Regions from separate parts of the Macaca mulatta genome. Here region 2 is linked to region 1. Evidence: chromatin contacts called from public Hi-C data. All regions are on one chromosome and are shown on one strand. The core of a region is the stretch at or near the end of the contact, and the rest is flanking DNA. Distances in the headings are between cores, read along the strand shown. Region 1 holds the start of INIP (INTS3 and NABP interacting protein). Region 2 holds the start of HSDL2 (hydroxysteroid dehydrogenase like 2).

Region 1 (4,152 bases), core at 966-3,465:
GGCTCAAGCGATCCTCCTACCTCAGCCTCCCAAATAGCTGGACCACAGGTACACACCACCATACCTGGCAAATTTTTTAGATTTTTTCTAGAGATGAGGTCTCACTATATTGCCCAGGCTGGTTTCAAGCAATCCTCCTGCCTTGGCCTCCCAAAGTGCTGTGATTATAGGCATGAGCCACCACACCCAGGCTCAGCTGACCTACTGACCACTTGCCAAGATACCCAGTACAACAGATTGTTCATTGTTTATATTCTAATAGTAAACATTTATTGAGTACTTATTATGTGCCAGGTGCTATTCTAAGTGATTTACGTATACCCAATCATTTATTTTTATTCCCATCTTATAGATGATAGAACAGAGGCACCAAAAGGTTAAACCAGGGCTCACAATCATTAAGTGTTAAAGCTCGAATTTGCATTCAAGTAAACTGACTCACTATTAACCATTGCGTTAGAGGTTAACACAGTGAGGCAAAAGTTCCAAAAACTCTAGGAGAAGACAGAAGGGTTTCAAGGGCTATGACCTACCAAGTAAAAGGCAAAAGAATCGGAAGCAAGTTAAATTTATCTTTCTCCTGATCATGTTCTTTCAACTCTCAGAGGCTGAATTTACTAGGAAATTATAAAATGTTGTTTAGGGTTAGAACTCTTTTTTCTCTCACCTCCTTAAATAAGCTTTGTTCAGAATGTCCATTTGAAACTTAGACTGGAACTTTCTGTACCCTAGTTTCTATATTGCCTAGCTAGGCCACAAAACAAAAAAAATTCTAAGGTTCTATCAGCCATTTAGATCTCAGTCATCTTTTTAGTCATACTAGAACTCACGAAGTCCTCTTAACTGAAAGGGCTCCTGGCCTACCATCAAAATGCTCATGTGTTAGGCTTTATATCTGGATTAAAGTAAAGTCAGCAAGAACTGGTCTCAGAGGAATTCTTTCCTCCAGAACAGAGGCAATGTGTGAGATTTAAGAACTCAGGACTTAGCATCTGGCAGAACTTTCAATTTGAATCTTAGCTCACTATTTGACATAGAGCAAGAAACACGAGTCTCAAATGTAAATCAGGAAACAACAGGACCAGAGCTGATGCACAGGAAGCACTTCGCATTGTAGAAGGCACTCAATAGCTGCTTGGTATAGAGTAAATACATGCTTGGTTTTGAGTAAATAAATACTTGGTATTGAAACGATTATTTCAGTCATTGATCTGTGCACAAGAAAATTGTGTATCATAAACATTTTACTCTTGAGCAAACATCGATTATTAAAAACACATGTTCAAATTCATTATCCATTCTATTTAATTAAATGCTTGAGGCGCTTGGGGAGCTTACATTTGTGATTTAAGTCTGTGTGTTTTACAAATGTATCTTTCAGAAGAGATTAAGACACTGCAATTTTAAGCAGGGCAGTGTGGCTCACGCCTGTAATCCCAGCACTTTGGGAAGCTGAGGTGGGCAGATCCCTTGATGCCAGGAGTTCAAGACCAGCCTGGGCAACAAAGCGAGACACTGCCTCTATAAAAAACATTTTTTTTAAATTAAAAAAAGTGCAATTTGAACACATGTAAATATAAGATTACCTTTTAATTCAAATGTGTAGATATCTATTGTGCTGGAATCAGGTGGGCAGCAGGTGATCTCACTCATGGCATCTTGGTGTTCTGCGATGTGGCACATCCACTTCTTAAATGCAGATTATTGCACTGTAATAAAAATCCTCCATGTTCAGTGCTTTCATTGTGTATAATTGTGTAAACTGTAGACAAAAAATATTCCTGAATTTGTGTGTGTGTGTGTATGTGTGTGCGCGGATGTGCAATCCGAGATGGTTGTTAAAGCTCGAAAGCGAGCTTAGCCTCTAGACTCGCCTCTCCTCCGAGGCCCAGCCAAGGTGGACTCGCACCGTCACAAGACCGGCCAGGCCGTGGCAATGAAGAAGAAGCCAGTCTTGGTGCTAGGGACCCAGTTGTTCTCCGTCCCGCCCCTGCCTGACAGCCCCGCCCTGCCCCGCCCCGAGCCACGCCCCACCCTGGCCCCCCGCCCCCCAACAGTACTGCTTGCATCTCCCGTGAGCCTCTTCGACTGTCACTCTTTGGAGAAAAAGTGACGTCTGCACTGAGGTGGCCGCTAAAGTGCGAATCGCGACGGGTGGTGGCCGTTGGGTCCCGGCGGGAGGCGGGGTTTCCGCTCCCTGGGGCGCACGTCAGTCAGGAGGCGGAAGCTCAGCGGGGGCGGGAAGGTTGTAGTGCGGTGAGTTGAGCTCCTTTTGCCTAAGTGGTCGCGCCCCCTTTAAGAGCCGCGATTGGAAAGCGAGGCGGTCCCGGTGTCCTCGGGTCCCAGGTAAGTACGACAGTCTGGCGGCCCCGGGGAATGGAAAAGTGTGGCCCCGGTCCTAACCTGCCGCCGCCGTCTTTGTTGCTACAGGCAGCGACCTCCCCTCCGACCTTGCCACCCAACATTTCTCGCTGCTACTTGCTTCCTTCGTCTCGTTCACAGTCCTGGCCCAGTCGGCTCTGCACGCCCGCAGGCAGGGACCTTTCTGGCACGCCAGTCTAGCCCTGTCACAAGATGGCCCTGTTGTCCTCCAGTCCTAACCCGGCATTGTCAGCCGCTGTAGACACCTAACGATTCGTTTATTAAAAACCGGTGCCTGTTTTCTATTTCTTATGTCTTTCCCGGCTCCCTAGACTAAGGCGTCACTCTTTGCTCCCAATGAAATTAATTATGTGCCTCCGGCACTGTGCCCACCTTTTAAAGAGCGCGTTTGTTAAGCTTTTTTTTTTTTTTTTTTTTAAATTAATAGTATATGGTTGCTTGAATAAGACTTTATTTTCCCATCGGATTATATGTTCCTTGAGAGTAGGAGTAGGATCTTGCTCATCTTGGATCTCCCCAGGATTTAGTACGAAAGCACGAAGTTTGGAAACCAGCAGCCCAAATAATTCTTACTAGCTTTATGACCCTGGGTACGGTCTCCTCATCTATAAAATGTTGATAAATAAATAAAGGAACTAATTTCGAGCATCTTACACAGTGTATGGTGTAGAGCAGGTACACTACTCCTTTTCTTTTTTTAGCTTTCAGCGTACACAGTAGTTGCTGGGTATGTGTTTTAGACGAATGCAGAGACACCATAGGTGAATGATTTTTTTTCCTAACAGCATGATTGTATTGACTCTTATCAATTGGTTGATATATTTGGTAAATACAACCTAATGTTTATTAAAGACAGTAATGCTAAATGGTATGAACATCTGCAAGAATAAACAATGCCGTATTTAATTAAATGCTTGAGACACTAGCAGAGTTTACATGTGGGATTTCAGTCCGTGTACATTTCAAATGTATCTTTGTGAAGAGGTTAAGAAACAGCAAACATTTCATTGTAAGGAGGGAGGCTAACTGTTCCTTTTAGTTTGTGATTAAAATATGGTGCATTGTATATGTGTGTACACATATTTTACAGGTGATTGTGAAGTGCTGACCAATTGCCACTGGACATAATTGAAACAAAATAGGAAAATGGCAGCAAACTCTTCAGGACAAGGTAATGACAGCGGGAATTTCTTTACTAGGAACATTTTCCCCGTATAGTAAATGTATTTGAATAAGAGAAAATTTAGCATAGGGCAGTTACTGTAGCCAGAATTTAAAAAATGAATAGCAGGACAGGAGCGGTGACTCACTCCTGTAAGCCCAGTAGTTTGGGAGGCTGAGGCGGGTGGACTGCTTGAGGTCAGGAGTTCGAGATGAGCCTGGCCAACATGGTGAAACCCTGTCTCGACTAAAATACAAAAATTAGTTGGGTGTGGTGGCAGGCACCTGTAATCCCAGCTACTAGGGAGGAGAATTTCTTGAACCCAGGAGGTGGAGCTTGCAGTGAGCCGAGATCGCGCCACTGCATTCCAGACTGGGCGACAGAGTGAGACTCCATCTCAAAAAAAAAAAAAAAAAAAAGCAAAGAAAAAAACTACATTTGAAATACACTCATGTGCTGAATAATGACATACTGCTTATAGGATGGTGGTCCCATAAGATTATAACAGAGCTGAAAAATTTCGATCGCCTAGTGATATCTTGATAATCCTGACCGTGTGTAGGCCTAGGCCAATGCATGTGTTTGTGTCATTTTTAACAAAAAAGTTT
Region 2 (4,152 bases), core at 880-3,379, 330 kb after region 1:
TTCTGGAACCAAGCATTTTGCATAATGGATACTCAGGCTGTTACAGAATATTACGCAACCATTAAAAAGGAGGAGGGGTAGCCGGGCATGGTGGCTCACGCCTGTAATCCCAGCACTTTGGGAGGCCCAGGTGGGCGGATCACGAGGTCAGGAGATCGAGACCTTCCTGGTGAACACGGTGAAACCCCGTCTCTACTAAAAATACAAAAAAATTAGCCTGGCATGGTGGCAGGTGCCTGTAGTCCCAGCTTCTCGGGAGGCTGAGGCAGGAGAATGGCGTGAACCCGGGAGGCGGAGCTTGCAGTGAGCCGAGATGGCGCCACTGCACTCCAGCCTGGGCGACAGAGTGAGACTCTTGTCTCGGAAAAAAAAAAAAAAAGGAGGAGGGGCCAGGCGCGGTGGCTTACACCTGTAATCCCAGCACTTTGGGAGGCTGAGGCGGACGGATCACGAGGTCAGGAAATCGAGACCATCCTGGCTAACATGGTGAAACCCCGTCTCTACTAAAAATACAAAAAAATTAACATGGCGTGGTGGCACGCGCCTGTAGTCCCAGCTACTAGGGAGGCTGAGGCAGGAGAATCGCTTGAACCCAGGAGGCGGAGGTTGCAGTGAGCCGAGATCACGCCACTTCACTTCAGCCTGGGAGAAGAGCGATACTCTGTCTCAAAAGAAAAAAAAAAAGGAGGCGGAAGATCTGCATGTACCGAAAATGTTTGTTCCTGGGCACAGTGGTGCATGCCTGTAATCCCAAGTACTCCAGAGACTAAGAAGGAAGAAACATCAGCCTGGGGGTTCGAGGCTAGAGGCCAGTCTGGGCAACATGGGAGACCTTGTCTTTAAAAAAAAAAAAAAGAATGTCCCAAGACATACCAACTAAAAGTAGCAAGACCAAGAATAGAGTTTGCTGCTACTTTTAAGAAAGGGTGTGTGTGTCTGTGTACCTGTGTGTGGGGGGGTCTGGATGTATACAGAATATGTTTATACATGCACGAAACAGAAACATAACATAAGTAACTGGGGGACTAGATTTTACGGATGGGGAGACTCACTTTTTACCCTATATTCTTTGAACTGTTTTAAGTCTTTGGCTATATGCCTGCATGTTTCAGGCAAATCACAAAATCTGACAACACGTCACTCAACTCAAGATACCCAGACCTTACATAAACCAGAAAGTAGAATGGTGGTTGCCAATGGATGAGCGGAGGTGGGGAAGAGGGGTTGTTTAATGGGTAGAGTTTCAGCTTGCAGATGAAAAAAGTTCTGGAGATTGACTGCACAACGATATGAATCTACTTAACACTACTAAAGTGTACACTTAAAAAATGGTTAAGATGGCAAATTTTATACGTATTTTAACACAATTTTTTAAGGTGAAAAAAATCCCTAAAAGATACCTATGTTTTAAGATCGGTTTAATTTGTTTCTAATTTGGAAATCAGTTTTTAAACACTCCATTATTACTCTAGAATTGAGCGTCAGGAACAGTGAAAACTCTACATTTAAACTCTGGAGCTGCTCCTGCGACCTTTCACCTAGAACTCGTACGCATTCGGCCAGGCATGCACTCCTGCTAAATTCAGGGAGGGCCAGCACTGCGGGCGGCAGAGTGACTTACCCTCGGCCCTTTACCAGTGGAAGAGGTTTCTACACTGCTGCCACCCTGTAACACAAAACTTTGTGTTCCTTTTCACGCGTTACCGCAGATTCTCGGTGCACAGCGCCCAACGCGGACCAGAGCTTAGAGCGTGCCCAGGCAGCATCCTTGACTTCCCACCGCCGGGCCGGCCAGCCCGGGCGATTAGCGGCGGCCCCCCCGAGACGCGCCCTTCGCCCGACCGGGTCTCTCCCCGCGCCGCCCCGACCCCCTTACCCGGTGTTGGGTAACATGACTTTAGTAGATCAGAGGAGGTGGCGGCGACTGCGGCGGCTGCGAGCTGAGAGCGAAAGCCGGACAGTCCCTCCGCATTTATCCCCGCCCCGGCCCCGCCCCTGCACCCGAGGCCCCGCCCCAAGGCCTGTGCTGGAACGGGTGCGCCGAAAAGCCGGGATCGCCGAGTGCGCCTGCGTATGCAGTCGGCCTCCCGCGCCCCACGTTCCTTTTCCTCGCCTCCCAGCCTGGTCCCTGAGAGGGGGCTCTCCGCGCAGGCGCTTTGAGGCACAGCTCCGCCCCGCCCCCTCACTGGTCCTACGGTGACAATCAGGCTCCCGTCGGCGCCTAACGTCTGGGCAGCGTCATCCGCTACGTTAGCCTTTTCGCCGTGTCTAGGGGTTTCTCCTCGCGCTATCGTGTTCCAGCGCTGGCTCCAAGCTGGGAGGGTCTCTGAGCCCTGAGCCCGCCCTCTCCTCGGCGGGCCCTCAGAGGGTGCTTAGCTCTGGGTCTTCTTGCCCCTGCACCCGAGCCTGGCGCGCCCTCGGGCTCCTCTGGGAACGCTAGCCCTGGGCAGAAATTACCTTTGTGGTTAAAGTCGGCCCGCGTAACTTTTCCACTCTACCGCCGAATCTGGACCCAAGCCAGCCTCACCTTGTGCATGAGTAGATAGTTTGTGTTAAGCCGCCAGCTTCTTGGAACAGAGCTCTCTGCAAAAGTCGCGCTGAAGAATTCCTAGTCAAAAGCTGAACTTGCAGAAGAAGTTTTTACTTCTGGAATGAGTGTTGAGATGAGATCGATTCTGACATTCAGTTTCGCTTTTGGGATTACGCCTTGGATTAACTCAGCTACCCTGATGAGCTAAAGACTGTAGTATATTTGAAGGAAGACACGAGGAACTGTTTTGTATTTTGTAGGGATAAAACAGGACCCTGAGGAGATTATTATATGAAGACTCGTTAAAGAAACTAGCCTGGAGATGGCTTATGTAGTTGTAGGCTCCCCTTTGTTTTTGTTTTGTTTTTTGAGACGGAGTCTCGCTGTCGCCCACGCTGGAGTGCAGTGGCGCGGATCTCGGCTCATTGTAACCTCCGCCTCCTGGGTTCAAGCGATTCTCCTCCCTCAGCCTCCTAAGTAGCTGGGACTACAGGCATGCACCACCACGCCCGGCTAATTTTCTTGTATTTTTAGTAGAGACGGGGTTTCACCATGTTGGTCAGGCTGGTCCCGAGCTCCTGACCTCAAATGATTGGCCCACCTTGGCCTCCCAAAGTGCTAGGATTACAGGCGTGAGCCACCGCTCCTGGCCTCTCTCCCCTTTGTTATAGGCCCTAAAATGACTCTGTTTACTCAATCATATCACCTGCCCTACTCCTATAGGCATTTGAATTGATGATTCATGATACGGTCTTTAGAGGCTCCAGAGGAATTTGCAAATGTATTAGCATCCGCTCAGTGACTGCTGGTTACCTGAGATACAGCAGGACAAAAAGGACAAGGTCTCTGCCTATGGGAGGTATGAGTAGCCAGTGTGTTCTTTAGACTTGTTAGGCATTAGGTATTTTAGGAAGAGTGTTGATAGAGATAGATGGAAAAACTTACTCTCCTCTCATCCTTAGGAGCACTTGCTGAGGGGTGTATATATCTGTCGAATAGAGTGAATTCTGAGTAATGGGGTGACATTTTCTTCGTATCATCTAAAATGTTCTCTCCTTTTTGAAAGCCACAATATCCTCAGTCTGTTAGAGTCCCTTCTCTTGAATTTGTGTGCTTCTATTTCCATTTGTTACACAGAGCTCAACTAAGAGGCGAAACAAAAAACCTTTGCCAATTTTTCAGTCATAACCTTGATATTTTGTGAGCTTAAATACCTGTAATTATACTATTTTTGTACTTTGGAATGGCTTTCACAGAAGGCAAATTTATTCCTAAATTATTAGAGGTAGTTTTTCTAAGCAAGTTTATATCCATTGTATTCAGTACTTTGACTAGAGTTCATTTAAAGTGTGATTTGGAGTTACCCATGACCTTCTACCCCATTACCTTGATTAACCTAGTATTAGATTAACACTAGAGTGGGGAATGGGTGAAGAAGGAGAGGACTTGTGAACATAATTAGATCTTCATTTTGGAAGTGAATAATTTTGGCTTAGAAAGAACACTTCTGACTGCAGCGTGAATAGTTTGTGAGTAGATAAAGGCACAGAAGCCATTTAAAAGCCCATAGTAATGTAATGCGTAAGAAAAGCAGTAACCTGAACTAAGGCAGTAATAGTGGG

What was found. A called contact is a pair of places that touch in the nucleus more often than the background predicts.
Region 2: a contact with region 1 is called in a Hi-C map of fetal cortex germinal zone, with 2.0 times the contacts expected there. The contact joins the promoter of HSDL2 here to the promoter of INIP in region 1. A contact is called at or near these places in 2 of 14 Hi-C or Micro-C datasets (fetal cortex germinal zone and fetal cortical plate).

Annotation. Positions count from the first base shown.
Region 1 is chr15:45,593,528-45,597,679 of T2T-MMU8v2.0, forward strand. INIP (INTS3 and NABP interacting protein) reads left to right here and starts at 2,216. Exons shown (of 6, transcript XM_077968323.1): 1 at 2,216-2,346; 2 at 3,473-3,553.
Region 2 is chr15:45,923,766-45,927,917 of T2T-MMU8v2.0, forward strand. It overlaps HSDL2 (hydroxysteroid dehydrogenase like 2), which reads right to left and starts at 2,130. Exons shown (of 11, transcript NM_001199126.2): 1 at 1,877-2,130. The coding sequence starts at 1,893.